Regions from separate parts of the Mus musculus genome. Here region 2 is linked to region 1. Evidence: chromatin contacts called from public Hi-C data. All regions are on one chromosome and are shown on one strand. The core of a region is the stretch at or near the end of the contact, and the rest is flanking DNA. Distances in the headings are between cores, read along the strand shown.

Region 1 (6,186 bases), core at 2,146-4,645:
TGAATTTGCTATCCAGTTGATGCTGGCTGTGGAGTCCTGCTCCTCCTGTCCAGACCCACCCAGTGCTAGGATGACAGACACATGCCAGAAGGCTTGGCTTTAGAAGCCCTTTCCTGGTGTACACTGGCAGCGTTGTTTCTCATGAGAAGAGGAAAGGTTTGTGGGCTGTAAGTTCCATCTTTTCCTCTTCCAGTTTTTCACACATATCCCAAAATATTTTCTCCTTCACAGAGCATGAGGCTTCACTTTCCAGCTGTAAATGCCTCCCAAGGGAGAATCAAGCAAAGGGTTACTTAAGGCATCCATCCACATCTGATCAGCTGGCTACATCAGAGTAATTTTCTAACACCTTCATTTTGAGACTGGGATGTAAGTATGCTATTTCTGAGCTTGTGACAATTTGACAGAGCAATCAGGAAGCAAAAAAACAGGGTCCTAAGAGAGGAAAAGGAAGAGGCATGAAAAATTCACTGTGACATTCTCTTTCCAGACTGGCTCACTCTGCATAAAGGGAAATTCCACAGCTGCTTTCTTCTTTTGGTTTGAAGCTTGAACCCAGGACCAAACACACTCACACACAGACCATCACCTGCCATTAATCACAGGCCCAACCTCAGAGCTGCATGTTCAGCGCAAAGGGATGGTTTTTGGTCAGCAGATCCTAACTCTTCCTCTCTGCCAGGTTTGCAGTGGCTGAGGCACTCGTTAGAAGCAGTACATAATAACCATTACCTGCTTTGTGATGACTACGCACAACAGCAGAACTAGCTGTGTTCCACAGAAGTGGCGTGGAGTAATAACGTATCTGAGTTGCTTTAGTAGCAAAACCCCTGGCTTTAAAGGAATGCATAATCTCATAAACAGTGATGCCCTTTAGTCCAAATGAGAGCCAAAGTGCTGTGAGCTCCGACGTTTCAGAAAAACTCAGAAGTAGTTATTCCAGCTGAGGCTATCAGAAAACGTTTAGTGGAAGTTACAGCCTGGCCCAAGTCTTGGGTATTAAACGTGGGGCCTTGTACATTCTGGACAAATGCTCTATCATTGAGCTACATCCCTATCCCCACAGAGCTGGGACCTGGTAGAAGTTAAGTAAAGTCTTTGGGGACATGTGCTTGAAAGGGACCCTGGGACCCTGGCCACGCCCCTTCTCTTTACTGCCTGGCTGTATAGAGGTGAGGGACTCCTTCACCATTGCTCTTATCTATTACTTTGTTATAAGTACAAGAGCAAATGGCCAAATACCCATGACCTGAAACTTCCAAAACCGTGAGTCAAAATTAGCTGTTCCCCACATCCTATACTGGGTATTTTGTCATAGCTGTATGACAGGCCAGGGGAGAGAACAGAGTATAGACACAGGCCCTGTGACGTGGGTCAAGGAACATGGACAGTGCAGACACGGGGAACACCAACAGTGACGAATGTCCTGAAGTGTCAAAGTTCTTATTCTTGTTTACTATGTCCCCACTACCGTTCCACACTGAAACCATGTTCACTGAATTTCTGTATTCAAAGAAGCCACTGTTAATATAACTATGACCTAACATTATAAATCTCAACATATAAAGCATTTCCTTATGCTGTCTCCTTATAAAAACATAAGGAATATGTTCTTATCTGCATTTGTGACTGTTCTAAAAGTACTCCTGCCAACGATTCCAAGTGAGTGCTATGATCTCAGTGCAGCTTAGTTTTCCTCAATTTTTACTTTTGGCGACAGAGTCGCATATTCCAGCTGGCTTCTAACTCATTATCTTGGTTTATCATTCTCCTGCCTCCACCTCCAAGTGCTGAGATACAAGCACGTACCACGCCCACCTTCGTTCTGTGCTAGGCAAGTACTCTACCAGTTAGACCACATCTCTAGCCCAGATTTCTTTTTTTAGCCTGCAAGTTACCTTGTAGCCCAGCTTGCCCTTGAACTCAGAGAGATACAACTGACTCTGCATCCCAAGTGCTGGGACTAGTGGAGCACATCACCAAGCCCCACAAGATTTATTTTTGTGTGTGATATGTGTATGTGTGTGTGTGTGTGTGTGTGTGTGTGTGTGTGTGTGCACGCGCACGCACGTGTGTAGCTGTGCTCATGAATGTAGGCACCTATGGAGGACAGAGGGTATCAAGATGCCCTCAAACTGGAGTGAGTTATAGGTGGTTTTAAGTCCCCAAAATGGATGCTGGGAACAGAAGTCAGGTCCTTTCCAGGAACAGCGCATGCATGACCTCACCCGCTTAGCCATCTCTCCAGCCCTCACAATTCATATCTCATTAGCTGTATGAGAGTTTTATTCTCTGACTCCTCTATACGCAAGTACTAGACAATTCCAATGTCAATCTCCTCTAAATTACTGCCTGCCTTCACGTATATGGCTCACCAATCAGGGAAATTCTGGCAAAATCACCTACTTGTAACCATATTTCTATAAACGAGGCTTCCTGTAGATCTCTGACATGAAACCATATATTATTTCCAAGCACACTCAACTCATTGTAATTATGCCACATTGTAATACAGCACATTTCAACTTACTGTCAGGGAGCTGGACTTCTCTGTACCGGACTAGCTGACTTGGAAGGAGAGGTTTGGTGTGAGCATGCTCGATAAGAGTGTCTTCTACCATCTGCATAACTCCTAAGGCAGCCTGGAGGAAAGGAAATGCCATAGTGTATTATAAAAACCACAGTACATCCTGTCTTGTGAAAATCAATACAGCCTACTGGATTGCCCATTACAATAAACAAAAATATATGTTCCTAAAAACGGACTTTAGGGCTAGAGAGACTGCTCTTCCATAGGTCCTGAGTTCAATTCCCAGCAACCACATGGTCGCTCACAACCATCTGCAATGTGATCTGACGCCCTCTTCTGATGTATTTGAAGAGAAGACAAATACAGTGTACTCATATACATAAAATTAATAAATAAATCTTTTTTAAAAAGCCAGTCTTAAAAAACCCCAACAGATTTTAAACATTAAATTCATTTAATCCTTTCCAAATGGATAAAAACTGAGTTTGTCAATCAGTACAGTAGTAGTGAAAAGAGAGAGAGACATCTAAGCAACTATCCACATAGTGCTGACACAGGGACTAAAGGCCTTTCTAAAGATGGAGAGGTACTGGGAAGGAGACATTAGCTCCATGTCAGTGACCTTGACCACAGAAGCCGGAACAGAAAAGATACTCGTGAGTATGCATTGTGAATTAAACCACAACGAGCAAGCATCTGAGCCTAGCATGTTGTTCTGGGGGACATATGGAGTGGTCGCGAGTCCAGGCCTGTGATCTGCAGAACAGACGAAATACATTTTCATAAGATTGCATGTCTAGTATACAGCAGTGTCGGGGTTTGCAGGTCCTGATTTCTGCATTCTGAGAGACTGCACCGGGTAGGGGTAATCAGTTTCACTTCTTCTCTGGCTGTATAGGCCAGGCCAGCCACGAGCCTAAGTTAACTATCATAATTCTATTTCTCACATGTCCTTCCGACCTGCTTCCTGAGAAAGCTGAGTTAATTCTAATGTGTTTAGCATTGTGCTGGTTAGGTCTTGAGAGAGAATAGAGGAAATAATCTTACAGTGGTCTACAAAAGCCTGCTAGAACTTCACCTCGTACCTGCTTGGTTATGTTTCCATGGAGAAGTGCTTCAATATGCAGCCGTGACAGCAGCTGAGGTATGAAGGCCTTAAGTCGGGGGAGGGTAACATCTGAAAGAGTAAGAAATAGGATGATCTGTGTATAAATATAAAAACAAAGCTTTGTATCGGAAAGAGTTTCAGATTTATAGAAGACTTGTAAAAATACTAGTGTTCCTTTATATCATTCACCCAGTTTTGTCTAATATTATCATCTTTCAATAACTTTAATAGGATTATCAAAGCCTAAGCAAGCAATACTGACAGACACTTTTTTCAAGGTTCTTTAGCTCAAACCCGAGGCCTTGTACGTGCTGGGCAAGCACTCTCTCACTCAGCTGCACTCCCAGCTGCTACACATTGCTAACCAGAGATGAGGCTTTATTAGGATTTTTAAAGGTTTTTGTTGTTTGTTGTTTTGAAACAGTGTCTCACTGTGTTGCTCTGGCTGTCCTAGAACTTGCTAGTTAGACCAGGCTGTCCTTGAACACCACAGGATCTACCAGTCTCTGCACCATAGTACTGGGATTAAGGTATGTTCCACCAATCCTGGCCTTGGACTTCATTACTACACTAATACCCTTTTTTCATCCAGGACTTATCTCTACTCCTATATTGTAATTACCTGTCACACACCCTTCCTGTCTCTCACTGGAGAGTTCCTCAGAACTCCTTTACTTATCTAGGGTCATCTCAAGGTCATGTATGTAACAGTAGGGAGGTGCACTAGGGAGGCAATGCCCATCAAACATCTGCACAGGCATGTGTCACGGCACTGGATATGTTACAACAAACTGCTTGGCTACGGTGGTGTCTGCCAGGTGCTTTCATTGTAAGCATACTGCTCTACTCTGGGTAGTAACGGAGTAGGGTGTACATGTTCCACATGCAACTTGGAAGTGCCCACCACCAAAAACTATCAAAGTCAAATTTTACCATTATAATTAATAAATACCTGTTGGAAGAAAAAAGTTGAGACTATATAAATATACAGATTTCCCTCAAATTTTTAAATTAAAAATTTTTACACTATTCATCCATCCATCCATCCATCCATCCATCCACCCACCCACCCATCCATCCATCCATCCATCCATCGATCCAGTGTGTGGTGGTCCAGGGTGGAGAGAGAAGCTCATGCATGTGGTAGTGACAAATGTACGGGTGGGAGCGTGGGGGTGTGGGAAGGACAACATACAGCGTCAGTTCAGTCCTCCTACCACACGGGAATCCAACTCAAGGCATCAGGCTTGGTGGCCAGCACATTTACTCTTCGAGTAATATCACTGACTGGATTTCCCTCGAATTTTTACTAATTTTAGCATCTGTAGGTGGCACTGCTGTGGCAATTGTTATTACAGTATCCCAACAGTAAGTTCTCTACCACTCCCATTCCTTTTTCACATATTGGTCCTTCTTTAGGAACTTATTAAGTTAATTAATTAAAAACCTAATAGGTCAGGCATTTTATAGATACTGTTTTTCAATCCAAAAGTATGTGCAACTATCTTAATTTTAAAGGTTACACACACATGCATGCACGCACGCACCCGCACCCTTGGAGTCTTATCTAAGTCTAAAGTCTTACTTAAAGCCACTGAGCTGCAAGTCACTGCAGAACTGGAACATGGTCCACTCCCACTGTGTTGCCTTGGGGATCTCTTCTCTAACCCTCACCTGCTCTGTCTCCATCGAAATGAACTTTTGACTTGTGCTTCTCAACCATGGCCCTGACCCAGAAATCCTCTAACTGACCACTGCTTTATCTATAGGCAGGGCTGGGTGTGTGTACAGTTGGTAAATGGACCATACTGAGCTGTGAGGCTCTTACCACCCACCTCAGACAATGAAATGACTACGGTAGAAAATGAAGTAGAAGAGGCTCACCGTCAAGGGCTTCTTTTAGCTCATCTTTAGTCCAGGCCACTTCAGTCATCAGCAAGCGGAGGTAGTACATGGCATGCTGGTGAGGCTGCTCAGCCCGGAAGTTATTAAGAGATCGCATATACTAGGGAGGGAGAACACAGGTTCATTAATTTTCAAAGTCGACTGGGAAAATCAGCTACAATCCAATTTCTTTTACATAAGCTATATCACTGGAACGCAACGATATCTGCGTTTTTCTCTTCTATAGAGTTTCTACCCTTCTCTGGTTCTTAAACTAAAGGCCATGCATTTTCATCGCCCAGGCCACATCTTCCCCTCTAACATACATCTGCATGCCTCCACTAAGGGACACCTTGCGTGCCTTAGAAAGTAAGCCCCAGTCTGCAGGGATCCTCAGATACTGCACAGCATCAAAAAGTCTCCATTAGCAAGTAACAGGGGTAGTAGCTACTGAATGTCCAACTAAAATTCTTCCAGCAGGCAGCCCTCTGTCTGAGATGAAGGCTGGGAGGAAAACTGTAAGGAGTCTCTCACTGGAGTTTCCCCCAGATCCAGAACTGCAGCCATGGTAGATTTGAAGCTGACAGTCAGGTGTATAACTAGTGGGTTCAGCTTTCTGAGTAGAAAACAAGATTTATCAAAGATGGCATAAGATAACTGCATC
Region 2 (6,526 bases), core at 3,177-5,676, 240 kb before region 1:
CTGAGTAGTAAAATTAGGTGAAGCTGGAGAGAAGACCGAAGGGAGTAGGATTTGGTTCCCACGATTGCTATTAAGTGTGATGTTACAATTTAAAAAAATGTAGGTTCAAAATATTATATATACTTCCAAACATGTCAATTCATGTTTATTTTAAGAGCACTGCCTGGGTCCCACAGGTGACTGGCTCTCAGTCTTTATTGAGCCATTGCTACTGCTTTGGTACACTAAATTTTGCATATTTACTTCCATCACCCTGGGGAGAAAAAGAAGCAAGGCAGGAGGTTCATCCATATCTAAAACACTAAGGATGCTTTCTTCTTCAGACAACCTCCATGGACTCATAGCCTAACGCCATTCGAGGCACAGCTGTTCTCTTATGATCACAGAATACTGTCTGGCCCAGGGCTGCACAAATAAACTTCATTTCCTCCCCACCCTGAGTGGTTGCTTACCCGTTTGTCAATGTCGTTGTGTTGAAGTTGCACAAAGCGCGCACTGATGGCTGCAATGTAGCTCTGCTGATTGGAGAACGCAACACGCCCAGCACCTTTCGGGTACTTCAGCTCTGGGTCTGTGTCAATGCCAGCATAGCAAACACCACCGTACAAACGGTCCATTATCATTGCCAGTTCAACTGTAAGAAAATAAACATGTCTGTGTTTAACTACTTGGAGCTACTCACCCAGGAAAAGGGGAACATGCAGTCTAACTACGAAAAGAAAACCCAGGAGAAGGCTGATGAGGAATATCCACACTAGTCTTCCAATTCTGATCGAAGAGCCACTCATTGGATAGTTTAAAGTAAAATATAAACCAATTTACATGTATGTACACAGGGGGCGATGCAGTCACAACTAAAGCACAGTATTAAAGAAGCACTGTAGTGGTAATCTGTCCTAATGTCTAAAGAAACTACTTAGCCTACTGTCCTGGGCCTGGGAGGAGAAAGCAATTCATGGCCTAACAAGTTATGGCGAAGCCACTACTTAGGAGCCTGAGGCTGAACACAGCTTCTGATGCCTCCCTGCCTCATCAGAGCTGCAGAATCAAGTCCTCATTCCATCTACAGACAATGTGTCTACAAATGTAGACTCTGGCATTGATAAAAATGAGAATGAAGAGTAGGTTCTATCCCAACTGAGAAATCTTCACAGCATCTCATACTGAATTCTAAATATTGATACTAGTTAATAAGAATAGCAGTGGATAGCCAGGAAGCTGTCTCCAAGCTGTTAAAAATACATACCCGGCAATCTTGTTAGAGGTCTAAGCTAATGGTCCAGTCTACTGCCCTTGCCATGTTTCTTGCCTTGATTTTGGTATATTTACAAAATGCTTATAGAGAAGTTATTTTGGAATTGGAACATTCCAAAGGTCTGATATTAAAAAAAATTATGCCCACCGTCAATCAGGGTACCCTCGAGAGACATGTGGCACTTACCTGTGCTGCCAACTGCCTGAAGGTAACTGTTTACTTGAGCACCATCTCTGGCTATGGCCATTCCTTTCAGGCCACCGTCTAAATCCAAAGACTCAGGCCTACCCCTCAGAAGTGACTTAAACCCATTCTCCTTCAAAACCTACATCTGGCATTTGAAAAGGAGAAAACAGGAAAAAAAGAATGACCAGAGCCAATGCTGCAAATACCACCACATTCTTCTGGTGGGGTCGGGCAAGGGCTCTGTGGGCCCAATGGTGTGCTAGGATACCCCTGAGTTCTTCAAACAGATGTAAAACTAATTCATTCTGGCATAGTGAGGTTGCAAAGGCAGTAAAAAAACAAAAAACAAAAAAACAAAACTGTCATTGTGTCAGAAAGGCTGTCATTGCACTTCAATTTCTTTGTATACTAGACTAACATTGATTTTTTCCCCCTAAATGCCCACTTTTTTTTTTTTTAAAGGAAGTCTGACATAACGAAGTAGTAAGTTTCAAGTGAGAAAATGATCTGGCACCAACTAGACCAAGAGTAAGTGGTATGGAAGGCCAAGCAGCAGGAAGCCATCCCAAGGGTCCCATTATTGTTAGAGTTACTGAGTCCCAACAGCTTGGGAGCACTGCTGGTTAAAGCCAAGTGGCTTGTGCTGCAGCTTCCAGCAGTACCTCGAAAAGCATTCACTTGCACAATGCAACAAGAACTGCACCTGTACCCTGAATATCAGAGGTCAGTGGTTCCTCACTCTTCATCCTCTGATGGTTTAAACTTTTCCTCATGTGGACGATGTTATTATGAACAGAAAGCAGGCTACTGAAGGGAGTATTGTAAATCATATCCATTAATGAATTTTTCTTGGAGAAATAATATGCAGGCCCAGGAAATTAGATACTAATTTTCCAAAGACCAGGTTTGCTGTGGAATAGGAAAGAGAGAAAACACTCCAGTGGCCAGGCAAAGAAAGCCAGAAAGGAATCAAACAGCATTGTCTTCTATACTAAGTACTCAAAAGGGTACCTGATTACAAAGGAGGCAAGTAGCTGGAAGGTTAAAGCTACTTGCTCTGGTTAAAGAGGAGTTAGACTGTTTCTACATGTGTTTCTATACCACAGCAGTCTCCAAAAGGGTTGTAAGGGTCCTGATTCCAGAAGTCTCTTTCCATTAGCATAAACATTCCACTACTTTGTGAATCTTTCAGTTGAAAGTCATCTTCATGTGCCAATGACTAGATCATGACTGGCATTACTGGCAGTGAACTATTTCTGATAAGAAGCAGGGGCTCTCATTCAATTATGCTTTTACAAAGCTATAGAAAAATAATAATTTCCACTCAGGAGCTATCCAGTCATTGTTGTGTGTATGTGCACGTGTGGTGTGGTATGTAGATCACAGAGGTTAACCTCTCAGGGGAGGGGGAGGCGCATTCCTCTGGAGCTCTCCACTTTGGCTTTGATAGAATGGTTTCTTACTGGGCCCTAAAGCTTGCCTGGTAGGCTGGTTGGCTGGCCATTGAGCCTCAAAGACCCTCCTAGCACTGCCTCTTCACTGCTGAGATTGAAAGCATCCATTACTGTGCCTGGGGTTCACTTGCTTGCGTGGGTTCTGGGGATCAAACTCTTGCTTTTGGATTGAGCTTTCTCCTGAATTCTACAGTATTTTCTTGGTCATCAAAATGTCTCTAGGTATTTGAGCAATAATGTTTTACTGAAGTGAAAGGCAATTTGTTAAAAGGCAAATAAAAGTAAAACAAATAAACAAACCCGAAATAGCTAAAGGAATAAGGTTGTTTTTGTTTTTTGGGGTTTTTTTTGGGGGGGGGGTTCCCTCAAGGAAACTGACAAATTTTTATCTAATTCATGGTTGGTTTTTTTGTTTTGTTTTGTTTTGGTTTTTTGTTATTTGTTTTTTGGTTTGTTTGTTTGTTTTTTTGGTGGGAGTGAGAGGTGAGGGGCTAAAAACCTTTTTTGTTGTTGTTGTTGTTCTCATGTAGCCCAGACTGGCTTCAAACTTTCTGTGTAATCTTAAATTCCTTATCCTCCTGCCTCTATCTCTTAAGTACTATGATCACAAGTATGTGCCACCACACCTAGCTTTAGTGGTCCCGAGGCCTGACCTCAGGGCTCTACCAACTGAGTCACACCCTCAGCTCTCCATGTCTATATTTTAACTGCAGTAAGTCTATGTTATGATCACCTTTGAAGAAAAGTAAACAATAAAAAGCAAACAACTGTTTACAATGGGCCGTCTACTCAACTCACAAGTCTTCCTGAACTCATACTGTGCTTAAAACCTAAAGTGATACCCCTTAACTACTAACCAGGGTTTCCAATATTCAACAGCAGTCACCTTTTCAGTAAGTAATCCCTTTTCAATAATTTTAATACTAAAAGAAAGCAGAAAGAGAAACTTAAATCCATCCTGTACTGGATGGGTGACTAACAGAAGCAGAATAATACACTTCTCTTAAGTTCTACAAATCTCCATTCTGTGAGTTCCCCATTTTTAGTATTTATTTTTATTTGTATGTGTTGCAGAGACTAGACGAAGGTGTTGAAACTCTTGGATCTGGAAGTGCTAGGCACCTGTGAGCCACCCAGTGTGGGTGCTGGGACTTGAACTCTGTCCTCATGATTGAACAGCAAATGTTCTTAAGTGCTCGCTGAACTATCCCTCCAGCCCCAAGTTTTCCTTTTCTTTTTTTAAATAGAGGATGTAAGTTTACCAGAAATGTTGCGACATACAATTACTTTAGAGGCTAGGCTTAGAAGTTTCTCTACATCGAGTATCGTTCATGAACACAGGAGAGTCCTGCAAATGCCCCTTCCTTCTGACGAGAGGAAAGCAAGGGTGAAAAGACAGGCTACCGTTCTGACTTTCTGGAAGGGAGAAAGGAAAGCAAGACAATCAGTAATTGTTTAGACAGACAACTAAACCTTCATGGATTCCTTCATCTGGGTCTGCACAAACGAACCATAACCTTGCCGTGAAAACTGAGTCTTCAACCAAGGGTATGTCCTATTGAGTAAGCCTATGAGAGTGAATCCTCAGCCTGAACCTCCTTCAGTAGAGTGGATAGGATAATTCCCTGGAGGACAGTAAGAAACATTAACCTAAGGAAGATGTGGGCTCAAGAACCGAGCATACAGAGTGTGGCGTCTACATGGCGGTTATGTAGGCAACAGGGAAGAGTCTACAAGGAAGTGCCTCAAACCACTTCTGACCACTCCCAGTGTTCTCAGAGTCTGCCTGGTCACCAGAAAAGTGAGAAGCCGGCAGGATTCATAGATGTGTGTGAGGGCATACTGCATTTTAGACCATATGCTCATATCACTTCATGGTCAGCTTCCATAGTAGCAGCAAGAGTACCGTGAGCCCTGTTCCCGTGATGGCTCCCACTGAGCTTCATTGTGTCACACACCAGAGAGGGAAGCAAGAGTAATGTAGCTGTGGGAAGCATACAGTTCTCATGAACTCCATTTTGTGGTGACTATACTTCTGAAGTTGAATCTGAACCCATCATGGTTCCCTGGATCGGCTCCTGATTCTTTAGAGATAAGAAAAAACCTTTAGTTCACCAGAAAGGAAGTCTTGCTGATTCTCCCCACTCCCATCTGCCTTGGGGTTCTGTTCCTCGTGTTTAGTTGCTGTTCAAAGCCAGCCTGAAGGGCAGTGTCTAAGACTGGAACACCGAGAACCAAGTAGGGCGGCAGAGGAATGAGGATCCCCGTGACCCGGAAGTCCACTTTTTCTCTTTGGAGATAACACATAAAACGGGCAGGAACAAGGCATGAAGCCCCTCAGGACGACAAGGCAATCCTGGCTTCTGGAAGGAAGGAGCATGAACATTCTGGGCTTCCCATAATCTTTATGCTAGTTCACGAGGGGTCAAGAGGAGGCATGTTCAGACCTTTACTCTGTCAGATGAACCCCAAAACATTTTTAGATGGATGGCATTGAAGCACTCAGTCAGAAAGGGAACTTTAATTTCACTAAATCAAACTGGTGCCAAATTGCTCCTTTAACTAGCCGCCCTCCCAGATCTTCCCTGGATAAAACAGTTTTCATCAGCACAGAAAGCCTGGAGCTGAAGCACAGAAACAAGAAAGACTTGACACGCTACTTGAATAATGGCTCCTACTTTCTAAAATGCCAAGTCTACTGCTTATAGCCTCTCAAGGTCATCATAAATGTGAATGGTGAATGAGCCGGCTCCAAGCACACAGCTGAGAACACAGTGACACCTGACTGCTTCGTTTTGTTTCCTCCCTGCTTGTAAATCTTTGCTTTGAATTAAGCTGGCTTCCTCTCTGCTCTATAAACATCAGTTCATCCTAGCCTAACTTTGGCTTTCTGCTGGCTCAGTCTGTAGTGGATATGACAATGTCTGACAGGATCTGTAGACAAAAGGTTTGTTTGGGAAGAAGAGGTGGAACACATACCAGCATTACAAAGTCCTTGGCTTTACAAGCACTTCAAACCTGGAGTTTATTTGGTCACTTCAGACTGAACTTGGGACTGGATGAGAAACGTCTACTGCTGAGAAACTTGATATTCAGCACTTTTGGTCATCTACCACCTCACAGAACAGAAAGGGATATGGTGACAAGTCAGAATGCGATGCCATCCCCAGCTCAGGTGAACTGCCAGAACATTTGTGCAGAATGTCTGCACCACATGAACGTGAGACACATTGAGATGTAGACTCTCTCCAGCATTTATCTGGACATAGAAGCCATCATACGGCATTGGGGGTAGGGAGAAGAAAACTTCAAGATCTGCCATGGACTATTAGCAGGGTGAAAAAGAAAGGAAAGGGGAGAATGGTCAGAGCAATAGTCAACGAAGAACAAAGAAGCCATAATAGAGACGCCGTAATAGAGACACCATAAAAGGCTCTTGGAGCTCAAGGCAGCAGCCTCTCCAGACGCCGCCGCTCTGCAAGGCCAAGTCTGATCAATGCTGGAAGAAGTCATCAAGTGAAGAGCATGGTTTGAAAGAAGAGATTCCAAAGCTTAGTTACTTTAGTGGTCCCCAAATCAGACACCTAAATCAAGAAGACGGAATGAAAGAAGCGCACATGCGAATGAAGTC

The links. A called contact is a pair of places that touch in the nucleus more often than the background predicts.
Region 2: a contact with region 1 is called in a Hi-C map of bone marrow-derived macrophages, with 25 read pairs. A contact is called at or near these places in 18 of 484 Hi-C or Micro-C datasets (the F1.1 cell line, the P5424 cell line, arterial endothelial cells and 12 more) and 4 of 130 datasets of targeted methods (the 230-238 cell line, the NIH/3T3 cell line, bone marrow-derived dendritic cells and 1 more).

Annotation. Positions count from the first base shown.
Region 1 is chr19:37,281,591-37,287,776 of GRCm38.p6, forward strand. Ide (insulin degrading enzyme) reads right to left here. Exons shown (of 25, transcript NM_031156.4): 17 at 5,523-5,643; 18 at 3,616-3,707; 19 at 2,531-2,642. Among named protein-coding and RNA genes, the nearest start is that of 4931408D14Rik, 21 kb to the left of the region's middle.
Region 2 is chr19:37,044,070-37,050,595 of GRCm38.p6, forward strand. Cpeb3 (cytoplasmic polyadenylation element binding protein 3) reads right to left here. Exons shown (of 11, transcript NM_001290827.1): 10 at 453-634. Among named protein-coding and RNA genes, the nearest start is that of Btaf1, 120 kb to the left of the region's middle.